Regions from separate parts of the Mus musculus genome. Here region 2 is linked to region 1. The links are chromatin contacts, called in public Hi-C maps. All regions are on one chromosome and are shown on one strand. Each heading gives the region's core, a stretch centred on a gene start, on an enhancer-like site or on the middle of the called end of the contact. The rest is flanking DNA. Distances are from core to core; before and after follow the strand shown. Region 1 overlaps Pard3 (par-3 family cell polarity regulator). Region 2 has its middle 120 kb from the start of Mir21c.

The links. Hi-C and Micro-C count contacts between places; a contact is called where the count stands out from the background.
Region 2: a Hi-C map of the N1E-115 cell line shows a contact between it and region 1, with 9 times the contacts expected there. The contact joins two enhancer-like sites. A contact is called at or near these places in 2 of 484 Hi-C or Micro-C datasets (the N1E-115 cell line and adipose-derived mesenchymal stem cells), 2 of 115 datasets of contacts at active chromatin or transcription factors (bone marrow-derived macrophages and embryonic fibroblasts) and 1 of 9 other capture datasets (embryonic stem cells).

The regions. Positions count from the first base shown.
Region 1 is chr8:127,329,088-127,332,086 of GRCm38.p6, forward strand. All of the region lies in intron 5 of Pard3 (par-3 family cell polarity regulator), which reads left to right. Among named protein-coding and RNA genes, the nearest start is that of Gm9909, 120 kb to the right of the region's middle. Within about 2 kb of position 1,379, at least 39 of the 459 cell types and tissues checked have an H3K27ac peak or open chromatin away from gene starts, as enhancers often do. A contact at or near this core is called in the N1E-115 cell line, where this site is marked.
Region 2 is chr8:128,154,998-128,157,996 of GRCm38.p6, forward strand. No RefSeq gene overlaps it. Among named protein-coding and RNA genes, the nearest start is that of Mir21c, 120 kb to the right of the region's middle. Within about 2 kb of position 1,419, at least 15 of the 459 cell types and tissues checked have an H3K27ac peak or open chromatin away from gene starts, as enhancers often do. A contact at or near this core is called in the N1E-115 cell line, where this site is marked.

The DNA.
Region 1 (2,999 bases), core at 129-2,628:
TTTGTGGAATCTTAGTGTTCACTGCTTTTCTTGCCCGTGAATACACTGTTACAGTCAGCCTGGCTGGATAAAGACACATTATTTTATAAATCCTTGACCTTCAGGTGCCTTTTCCTGTGCTCATTGCGGTCGGCCTTAAAGCCCTTTGTTGGAGCATTGTGCTCAGATGATGGGGAAAGATGTGTCTGTCTCTGATGTGCAGTGCACTGTTCATACCTCTGCTTCTCACTCTTCTTAACATTTGCTGTTTATTTTTGTGTCTTAGGAGAGGTAGAACTACTGTCCACTTTAGGAATACTAGTCAGAAAATTACATCAGCATTTCTATCTTATAGTATATTCTTCTCAAAACCTATTTCTGATACCCTGCCTGGAGAATAGGAACCGTTTAAAAGACATTTATTTATTTAGTTTAGTTTAGTTTGGATAGAGACAGTTTTTTGGTGGTGGTTGTTTTTGTTTAATCAGTTCCTTTGTAGGTTTTTCCTATCACGATCAACTTGGTTTTGGAGCAGTCCTGAAAATGTTGCTTTTAAGTGTTCGAGCAATTCATTCGCTGGTTTTGGTTTTGGCCACCTGTGTGGCCTGTGATATTTCTGTGATGGTTCTGTATTGATGAGGGGCCTTTTTCCCCTTTGCTTTTTCTGATGTTCAGGTCTCAGGTGAGACCCTTGTGAGTGTTTCCAAGGTACTCTACCAACCCAGTAGTCTCTCCAGCACAAGCTAAGTCAGACTTTTTAAGTAGCTGAGAAACTATGTAGAGATTAAACTACTGGAGAGAAGTGTGGTTATTTTTACTACATCCAGCTGAAGAGATTGGTGGGCTGGGACATTTGAATTTCTTTTCATACGGGGCAGTATTTTTTATCTTCTCTAAGCTAAGCACATACTAGTTCCTAATTTTGATGATTTAGTCTTTACAATGCTGGGTGATGGAGCAGCCCCAAAACACACACACACACATGCTTGTTTTCTTCAAGAGTTACAATTTCCAAGTTGAGAAATGAAACTGTAATGTTGATATTCATTAGTTGAGCCCTCTGGTAAACATGTTTCTTGTCCTGTCCAATGCTCTCGGTTCAAAGAAGAAACTCATTAACTGGCCCTTTGTGCTTTAACTTTTACCTAGACAGAAGTATGGTGTGATGGCACTGTCATCCCCCTTAGATGTCTTGATTTGCCTGTGGGTGCTCACTCTGCCCCTGTTCCTCTAAAGAAACAATGGCCTTTGGCGTGCCAAGGTCTTCACTTCCCTCCTGCTTGCCTTGTCAGTCATGTGGTTTCTCCCTTGCAAATCTCTTTGCTCCAGTCATTCCTTCAGTGGGTGTTTGTTCAACTGGAGCCCCCCTCCCCCCACAAGCCTTCCTCACGCAGGCTCTGCCCCTTAGAGTACAGAGGCTTGGTTCCTCTTTTGTCCCTTGACAGATCCTTCCCCTCAGGATGACATCTGTGTTTCTGCCCACCACCCTCCTCTTGGCCACGTTACCAAAGTGAGTTTGCCGTGGCTTCTCCCAGTGTCCACGTAGACACAGCCCAGACAGTCACCATGCTTTACCTATCCATAGCATCCAGAGGTAGTGAAGCTGACAACTAAGAATAGCCATCACATACATATAAATTTTATTCGAGATTTGTGCGGTTATACAATTGATACTTCTTGACAACACTGCTTGTTATATAGCACCTGCCTGTGACAGGGAAGACTGAAGACATGTTACAGAGGAAAGGCCTGAGGGCTGAAGAGAGACGGAAAGTCTGTCTGTGTGAAGCCGTGGTCCTGCTTTGAAAGTGATGGAGGACACTGCCTTTCTTATCTAAGTGTTGGCCTGTGCGCTTCCTTGGGGACAGCCTCCTAATTGAACTCGGATGTGAGAGCTAAGCAGCTTGCACCATCAGCTGCCCCTGCCGATCTCTGTGTGTCCTAATGAGCTCTGCTGATTGAGAGCTGGTCCTGTTTAATCCTGGGAGAGCCCAGGAGTCTGTCTGAGCTTTGCTGAGCTGCTGTGACCCAGTTAAGTGAGGTTCTTAAAAGGACATGGGGGGGGGGTGGGAGGAAAAATCCAAAAATGTTGATGTAAGTCCAAGACACCTGTCAATTTTGTTCTCAAGGAAACATTAAATTATTCTTCATGTCTACAACTAAGTAAATTCCCTGCTTCCTTTGCAAATGGTATTTGAACAAAATATTTGATTGTGTTGGATAATTTGTGGACATTAGAATTGGGCCTAACAGTAAGCACTCTGTAGTGAAAACATTGTGATTTTTCTGAGAGCTTTTTTTCTTTAGATCCAGGGGTTTCTTCATTCTCGCTAGACTGTAAATGTATTGTTCTATCATCTATGGCTGCGAGCTGGGAAAGTTTCACCTGTATAGGCATTTGTTTGCTTTTTTCCTCACTAGAGGGACAGTATGATTTTGTGTCCGTTTACAGAAATTGCATATACTATAAATTCTAGCACACCATCAATATGCTTGGCATAAGATTTAGACTCTTGTGATCATTTTATTTAGTCAACACCCACCCCTCCCCAAGAAACACTTCTAATTCATATAGATATTTGATATGAAAACCATGTTGTGATTTTGAAATTCTTTCCTGTCTGCCTATGCATCTGCCACATGTGTGTGGGTAGATGCATGCAGGGGTCAGAAGAGGGGATTATATCACTGGGAATGGAGTTCCAGGTGGTTATGAGTGAGCACTATTAATCACTGAGCCATTTCTCCAGACCCTTAAATTATTTTCTAATTAAAAAAAAGTTATTTAACTTTATTTAATGTGTTTGGATGTTTTCCTTGCACAAAGTTTATGTGCCATTTGCATGCAGTGCTCAACTAGGCCAGAAGAGGGCAGCAGAGTCCCTGGAACTGGAGTCCCTCCTTAGCTGTCATGTGGATCTGGGAATTGAAACCAGGTCATCCAGGAGGGCATCCAGAGCTTTTCACTGCAGAGCCATCTTTCTTCCCTTGGAGTTATTTTCTGATAGAAAGGAAATACT
Region 2 (2,999 bases), core at 169-2,668, 830 kb after region 1:
GTTCTATGCTCAATGAGGGACCCTGTTTCAAAGTATCCTCAAAGGACAGCCAATATCAATCAACCTTTGTTGTCCACACACAGATAGGCACGTACATGCGCACACAAACACACACACACTCACTCATTTATTCATACACATTCATATACCACATGCATACAAGCACACAGAGATGGGAGGGGTATACCCTCAAAGGTAACTGTAACACTTAGAAACCCCTCATTAGATCTCACTTCTTAAAAATTCCACCACCTCCTAATAGTGTTTGCCAAGGGCATGAGCACTGGGGCTTTGGGAGCATTTTGGACACAGGCTTCTGAAGCCACAATGATTTTTACTGGATTAGATTGCAGATCTCCTATAAACTGGGCATCAGAGACAAGAGAACCTGAACCTTTCATGTACAGAGTCTGTTTATTTTACAGGAGTTCCAGGAAGACCACCGACTGCTCTTTCTCTTGGGCACTTAGCAGACAAGGGACCTCTGGAATCCCGCTGTACTCTGAAGGCTTCTTCCTAATGATGTTCTTAAAAAGGCAACCCTCATTCTAATTCGGGATGAATGTTAACAACAAAGAAGGAATTTCAATGAACAATTTAAGGATGAATTTATTAAAATCCAATTCCATTTCTTCCCTTAATGTTTAGTTTAAGTCAGGTCCACTAATGCCATAGGCCAGAGTATACCAGATCACTAGAGTAGCCTGCTGTTGAACTTCCTGAAGCCAGACAAAACCATCACATTAGAACTCTGATTTCAGCCATGAGGGGAGGATCCAAACCATGAAAATCTGTAAATGCTGACTATGCAGAAAAGCCACTTGCTCCACACTCACCAGTATGGATTACATCAGCTCCTGGATATATATATTTTTTTATTGGATGAAGTAGTCACTATTCTATCAAAATTAAACATTTATTCAATGCACCAGCTCTCTCTGGCCACAGCATGCTCTCCAAGTAGAATCACTATGTAATAAATATTAATAACACAAGATGTGGTATGCCTGCCCCTCTGCCAGACACCTCCATCAACCTAGGAGCTGCCCACGTGAATAACATAATACTGAGAGTTAACCTCAGCGTTTTCTAAAGAGCTTGGCTTCTGAAAGCTTAAGTGCTGTTCCCTCACTGAATGCTGAAACTCAGAACTGGATCAGAAATGCTTGTCTCATTGCCATGCCCTTGTTTCCTCACAAACCAAGCAGCACAAGATTCAGGATTGAAGAGACTCCTTTAAAGAAGTTCACATGCTGCTTCCCAGCCCTTGCCTCTGTGTAGTCAGGGGAGGGAGGTGGGTGGGCGGGGGGAGGGGGGGACAAACAAACCAACAACAACCCACTCCAGACTTCTCACAGCAGCTTCTAGTCTTAAGAGATTTCTTAACATTGCTGCTTCTCGTGACCCAGAGGTTATCAGTGAGCCCGAATTAGTGCTCTGTACAGTCAGATGCCTGGCTATTGTCTACCACTGAGTGAACAGTCTGAATGTCCCAGGAAACATAAGCCTTTCAGGCCAGCAATAGGCAGCAGTGGGTGGCTCTTGGAGTTGAAATGTTTTTCCTATTTGATTTACTTAATTGAGCTAATGGCTTCTGTGATCAGCTCAATAGCCCAGTAGCTAAGACATCATTAGTTCTTCTCTCGGCTAACACAATAATGACCCTTAAATCGTCTCCAGCATTTCCAATTACCTTTGAAAACATGCGGAATGTCAGAAACCCTAATAGAAAACATACATGATAGGATGTTTATGGAAAGTCGCCTCTTATGTTAGTAGTTTTCATAAGTTCTTTTAAGTGTCAAAGAAAATGGTAAGACAAATGACAAAGTAAACAGAGAAGAAACTCAGAAGACTCTCGTCTCAAAGAGTCGACAAATCTAGAGTATTCAAATTTTCTCTAGCGAAAGCGTAGCCATTTATGACTGAGAAAACCAAGTTAGATAGCAATTACCTTGCAAAGATAACAGAGTCAACAAATGATAGCCAAATTAAAACAGCCTCTTCAACCCTTTCCTGTTGTGAAGTATAATTCTTTCACTAGCCTATTTATAAAAAAAAAAAAAAAAGCTTTTCTTAGGGGATACTTAAAGAAGCTTCAAATTGTAAGCTGCCTAAGCCTTCAACCACCCTTTTCTCTGGTTTTTATCTGCTTTGTTGTTGTTGTTGTTGTTGTTGTTGTTGTTGTTGTTTCCCTCTACACCACTCCTCCTGACCTCACTTCTCACAGGCATTGTGATGGTTAATCTTTGCTGTCAACTTCACTAAATTTAGAATCTCCTAAAAGACACATTTCTGAGCAAGTCTATGAGGGCATTGTAGGGGACCTCAGAGTCAGCTCAAGACATCCCAAGACCAAGTTCTCAGCACAAAGGAGATTTATTTGCCCCAGAGGGACAGAAGGCAGATATAAGGGACAAAGGCAGGAGATAGAGGGTGAGGGAGAAAGGAAAGGAACCAGGGAGGGGGTGGGGGGAAGGGTATTTGTCCTGGAGCACAAAGGACTGCTCCTCAGTAGACAGGAGACCCATGTCCATAGGCAAATGGCAGTTTATAAAGTTAAAATGGGAAACTATGTTAGGATGGGGTGTTTAATTTTAACTGGGCATCTTAATTGGGTTAGCCAAAGGTGGTTTTCTGCACTTCAGTGTTTTGCTAGCTAGACGTTGGTGGTCAGCCTCATGAGAAGCAGGTGGTCAAATAAGGGCATAGACCTTTGGGGCTAGCTTTAAGAATGTAGTGTAAGGGTTTTTTTGTTTTTTGTTTTTTGTTTTTTTTTTTGTTTTGTTTTGTTTTGTTTGTTTTTTTGTTTTTTTGTTTTTTTTTTAGCAAGGCCTGCCAGAGCCATGCTTGCCACACTTGAGCTGACCCAAGTCCCTTCAGGCATTTGCAGGGATGATTAACTATTGGGGGTGAGGGACCCAACCTTAACTTGAGTGGTTCCATCTCATGGGTTAGATATGCAATTAAATGCAAGAAATGAGAAGGCCTTGTGCATA